Linked DNA regions of Mus musculus: region 1 is linked to region 2. Evidence: chromatin contacts called from public Hi-C data. All regions are on one chromosome and are shown on one strand. Each heading gives the region's core, a stretch centred on a gene start, on an enhancer-like site or on the middle of the called end of the contact. The rest is flanking DNA. Distances are from core to core; before and after follow the strand shown. Region 1 overlaps Frmpd1 (FERM and PDZ domain containing 1). Region 2 has its middle 31 kb from the start of Tomm5.

What was found. Hi-C and Micro-C count contacts between places; a contact is called where the count stands out from the background.
Region 1: a contact with region 2 is called in a Hi-C map of the N1E-115 cell line, with 1.7 times the contacts expected there. The contact joins two enhancer-like sites. A contact is called at or near these places in 1 of 15 datasets of contacts at CTCF or cohesin (large pre-B cells), 8 of 484 Hi-C or Micro-C datasets (the Ba/F3 cell line, the G1E-ER4 cell line, the N1E-115 cell line and 3 more), 4 of 115 datasets of contacts at active chromatin or transcription factors (embryonic basal ganglia, embryonic stem cells, stem cell-derived neural progenitor cells and 1 more) and 1 of 9 other capture datasets (embryonic stem cells).

The regions. Positions count from the first base shown.
Region 1 is chr4:45,269,888-45,272,587 of GRCm38.p6, forward strand. Frmpd1 (FERM and PDZ domain containing 1) reads left to right here. Exons shown (of 16, transcript NM_001081172.2): 9 at 13-132; 10 at 1,243-1,379. Among named protein-coding and RNA genes, the nearest start is that of Trmt10b, 26 kb to the right of the region's middle. Within about 2 kb of position 1,329, at least 43 of the 459 cell types and tissues checked have an H3K27ac peak or open chromatin away from gene starts, as enhancers often do. A contact at or near this core is called in the N1E-115 cell line, where this site is marked.
Region 2 is chr4:45,137,389-45,140,088 of GRCm38.p6, forward strand. No RefSeq gene overlaps it. Among named protein-coding and RNA genes, the nearest start is that of Tomm5, 31 kb to the left of the region's middle. Within about 2 kb of position 1,368, at least 15 of the 459 cell types and tissues checked have an H3K27ac peak or open chromatin away from gene starts, as enhancers often do. A contact at or near this core is called in the N1E-115 cell line, where this site is marked.

The DNA.
Region 1 (2,700 bases), core at 79-2,578, 130 kb after region 2:
TGCCTTGGGCAGGTGGTAGAAAGGGAAGAATCCCAGGACTCCCGCTGCCTCTTCAGGGTGAGCTTTGTGCCCAAGGACCCCCTGGACCTGCTGAAAGAAGACCCTGTGGCATTTGAATATCTCTACCTTCAGGTGACCAGGCTGTGCTTCCTGGGGTGCCAGTGGCCTCAAGGACGCATCGCATAGTTGGGTTATTCTGGGTTGGTGGCAGCTAAAACAGCTCTCCCGAGGGATGGTCTCTTTCTAGAGAACAGTGGGTCTCATTATCCCTCCCCATTGTTCCTGCTCCAAGTTGCTGTAATGGGAGATTTGCAGTAGACTAATCAAATTTAGGCTTAGTCCTCAATGTAGATGATACACTTTTCTAATACTATTAAACGCTTTATCCTTTCCACTTTTATTGCAGGATGGGGCTTTAGTGCTGCAGAAACTCATGTTAGAGATGACGTAACCAGGTCTTAGAAGGGGAATGTGTCCGATGTCCCTACTTAGCAGTAGAGCCAAACCTGGTTTCTTTTCCTTCCTTCCTTCCTTCCTTCCTTCCTTCCTTCCTTCCTTCCTTCCTTCCTTCCTTCCTTCCTCTTGTTTTTTGAGGCATTATTTCTTCTGTATAGCCCTGGCTGTCCTAGAACTAGCTCTGTAGACCAGGCTGGCCTTGAAGATCCTCCTGACTCTGCGCCTGAGTCCTGGGATTAAAGGCATCTGCCACCATGCCCAGCTAGAAACCTGGTTTCTTGACTTCTAACTACGCCTTGTCCTCTATTGCCTAGAGTGAAATTACTTTCGTTATTTTTGTTTGGATGGGAAGAGTCGTCTGGGAGATGTCACCAGTTTACAGTCCACTGGGGTGTAAGGCTGGCCTAAGTCTTACAGAAATGGGGCTAGAAAATCGTAATAGCAGCCACCACACCACCAGTGCATTGTACTTGCTTAAGATAGCACTGTGTGATTTATGCTCACATTCCTGCATATAATCTTTTCTAAACCTCCCAGAAATCAAATAATACAGATCATATAGACAGTCAGTATGCGATTAACAATGGAAAACACTATACTTAGTCTGAATGTAACTCAGGTCACAGAGCCAAGTCCTCAGAGCTGGCTGCTGATCCTGCTGCTCTGACCGGAAAGAAGTGTGTGTGTGTGTGTGTGTGTGTGTGTGTGTGTGTGTGTGTGTGTGCGCGCGCGCTCGCGCAATGTGTATGCTCTTGTTGCCTAGCTGCTCTGTGTGATCTCTTGCAGAGCTGCAGTGATGTACTCCAGGAGCGCTTTGCTGTGGAGATGAAGTGCAACTCTGCCCTCCGGCTTGCAGCCCTGCACATCCAGGAGCGGATCTATGCCTGTGCCCAGCCACAGAAGATCTCTTTGAAGTACATAGAGTGAGTGGCAGGGGGTGGCAGCTGTGTCACATTTGGGACTGCTGGCTCCTAGCCAGGATGGCCAGACTCCAGAGAAAGCCGATACTCACCCATCTGCCTTTGTCTCTCTATCCATTTCCCTTTACCCAGCCTGGCTCCCTGTCTGGGTAGAAGCCATTTCCTCTTGCAGTTACACAGAGTCTCCTTGTAAATTTCCAGTCCCTGAAAGAATGTCTGAGGTCATCAGCTGACAACTTCTGAGGGCAGGGATGTCTTGGAAATTAATTTTCCCAACAGGTGTGAACCAATTGGCTATGGCATTATGCCTTCCTCCAAATGGGGGATGCTTCAAGTCCTACGATCCATGTTCCTCTCGATTCTTAGCTCAGAGAACTAATATCCGTTATGTTAAGCCCCTCCCCAGGTCTCTGCTCTAGCTTGTCTGGGTATCAAAATCAAATGGAGAAATCAGGTTTTAAAAATAGAACAGATCCCTGGTATAATGAGTCAAGGTGCAACTTTAGGGGGCTTCTGAGGCTTCTAGGCTAATAATGTTCTAAAGCTTAGCCTCAGGATTGGCAGGTGCGCTCTGTGGCAAGAGTGTTGAACCTAGCTCAGTGGCAGAGTGCTTGCGTAGCATACGCAAGGCCCTGAGTTTGTTCCCTAGCAGAGGGTACGAGACTTGTTCTTATATGTGGATGGTCACGCCACTTATTTTTGTTATTAAAAGGACTGAGAACAGGCCTATTGGAAGGCCTTGCAGGTAAAGGCCCCTGCATCCAAGCCTGAGTCTGAGTTCAGTCTCAGGACCCATATGGTAGGAAGAGAGAACCAATTCCCACAGGTTGTCCTCTGGTCACTACACATGTACACACTTGCTAAAATACAGCAGTTTGGGCTCCCCTTTTTAGAAGTTTAACTTAGTGTAGACACACAATATATGAATGAAATGGAATTTTAAATTAAAAGAAAGATGGAGAACTTCTGCTTTGATTCATGAAATATCCCACACCAAGACCAGTCATTTTCCAGACCAGTCAGGAGGTCCTAAATGCAGAATGTATATAATGTATATCATGTGTGTTTATGGGGAAAGCCCCTCACTCTGTCTCTCTCTCCTTTAATAGAGAGATATACAGATAGAGATAAGTGAAGATATGGACATTGTCTTAGTTCAGGCTTCATTGCTGTGAAGGGACGACATGACCAAGACAGTCTTATAAAGGAAAACATCTAATTGCCGCTGGTTTACAGATTCAGAGATTCAGTTCATTATTATCATCAGGGTGGAAAGCATGGCAACATACAGGCAGACATGGTGAAAGAAGAGGAGCTGAGAGTT
Region 2 (2,700 bases), core at 118-2,617:
CAACTTTTAGAAGCTTACATAGTGGAAGGAAAGACTCCTGAAAGTTGTCCCTCTAACCCCCCCCCCCCCCACACACACACACAGACTCAACACACATATACTGGGGTGGGGGCAGTGTTCATGAGCACAAGTAAATAAAATTTAATAAATATCCTTCCTTATATAAAGATCAGACCTCACCCAGAACCCTTGGTCACACTTGGGCAGCCCCTAAACTTTATGCTCTCCTCCAGTCCTTCCTAGAAGTGCTTGCCTGGAGAGACCTAAGGTCACTGGACAGTTGCTCTGTGATGGGTTCCAGAAGACCTCTGACTTTAGAACTCCCCAGGAGGGCCCATTCTTTGCATGCCTTGGAGCCTGGCGTGTTCTGAAATCTTCTCAGCCTGTGGGTGATGCTCCAGATGGTTGAGCTGGCAGGACAGGGTGGGGCCGTCCCAGCCAGCTCCAGGAAGGAAACCAAGTCTGTCCGCACCGACAGCTGCAGCCCAATTAAAATGGCACATGAGGCAACTCAGGCCTCTTCTAAGTAGCCACATAATGGGAGATAATGACAGGCTTGGGCAGGGTTGGCCTGTGACTTGAACTTGGATGACTTAGGTGACAGGGGTCAACCAGCAAGAATCAAACACCTGCAAAGCATAAATTCATACTTTGAAAGTGATTCCTTAATGTGGTTTCTTTTTCACAAACATTTATGAAACCCAGGCAGGAAACAGCACTGTGTATTATGGAAAACAACAGTTGGTCCCTATTGCTGTTTTTCACAGCTGAGGACAATCACCTTACACCTGGATAATTGAGATGGCCCCTCAATAGTCTCCCTGCTGTGTTCCAAGTCACAATCCATGCAAAACAGAGTTGGGCTTGTAAGTCACCCACTTTCTGCTCCCACAGCCCACACAGTAAATGCAGATATACTACCAGCATCAAAACCCCCATTATCCACCAGAATGAGTCTATGTGGGGCTTCCTCGTGTGCTGTCATATCATGGATCCCATACGCCAGCCCTGATGCTCTACCGCAAGCTCCCTCCATCATCAGTCTGACTCCTTCCCTATCTTCTTGCCTTCTTGAGTCTGCTAGGAAGCCTAGTGAAGTTTTATTTAGTCTCTGACTACAGGAACCTTGTTCAATGCTCATCTGGGATGCCACTCTTCCTCTCTGCCTCCTCTGAGGGTTGTACCTGTGCCCACAGCATCCTGCCCTGGACCATCAATCATGCCTTCTGGGCCACAGCTTGCTGTCTGCCTCCCCCAAGGAACTGGTCCTGGAACTGGCTTTGTTTTGTCGTTGGCCTTTCACACAGCTCAGCCTAGCACAGTGCTTACATGAAGTGAATTATACTGAATGGAATGGAGACGATAAGCCCAGCCCAAGGTGACTAATACAGGCTACGATGCCACCAGGGCTACGATGCCACCAGGGCTCTCCAGCACAGATCCAGAATTATAATTGAATTATAATTAAGGTCGGAGTGGGGATAAATTTTATTCCAATCAGGGAAGACTAAGAAAGGCTTCATTTTTCCCTTAGGGAAATGTTTTCTGCACCTCATCTTCTGTCCCTTGTAGCTCCTTCACTTGTAGCTACTGTGCTGTTCATAGCCCAGTATTGCAATCAAATGCTTATGTATGCATGCATACATTTTTATAAATGAGGTATCAATATGTTGTCCAGGTCAGCCTCAAACTCTTGGGATCAACTGATCTTCCTGCCTTAGCCATCTAAGTAGCTAGAATTCCAGGAGAAAGCTGATTACATATTTATTTTACTGATTTATCTACCAGACTAGAGGATCCCTGGGGGAAGGACCAGGCTTTTGTCCCTGTTATGTCCCTAGATCTGGTCTGGTGCAGGGGATGCAACAGGTTCTCAGGAAATGTTTGTGGGAGAGGAAGGAAGGAGAGATGTGTTTCTGCGGGGATGGCAGGTGCAGTCACATCGGCCCTGCCATACTGTCTCATGGGTTAGCTTGCAAGACTGAATGTGTTTGTTGGCTACCCAGCAGGGAGGGGGAAAGCCAGTGCTCCTAGATCCACTTGTCACTTTCATTCCCCACATCCAAGAACGGGCTCTGTGACATATTCCTTAATAAGGAGAGGATGGGGAGGCAGCTGGGTAGCTGGAAAGGAGGGCCATTGCGATTGTGAGTGGCTTCCCTTAAGACTAGGCAAATGCTGCTTAAGCAAAGGGAGTGCTTGGCAAAAAAGACCCCAAAGGCTTCCAGATGAGACTGCAATTCTGCCTTCCTCCCCTTCTGCACAGAGTGGCAGGATGGAAGTAGGACAGTCACTCTGCTTCCAGGTCAGAGCCTGCAACTCCATGGAAGCAGCCGTAGCGCTGACATCACCAGGAGCCAAGTGTGCTAGCAAGTGCACCTGCTAGGTGCTCAGGTGAAGGCATGGGTGCACCTGCTAGGTGCACAGGTGAAGGTAAGGGTGCACCTGCTAGGTGCACAGGTGAAGGCATGGGTGCACCTGCTAGGTACACAGGTGAAGGCAAGGGTGCACCTGCTAAGTGCACAGATGAAGGCATGGGTGCACCTGCTAGGTGCACAGGTGAAGGCAAGGGTGCACCTGCTAAGTGCACAGGTGAAGGCAAGGGTGCACCTGCTAAGTGCAGGTGGAGGCAAGGGTGCACCTGCTAAGTGCACAGGTGAAGGCATGAGTGCACCTGCTAGGTGCACAGGTGAAGGCAAG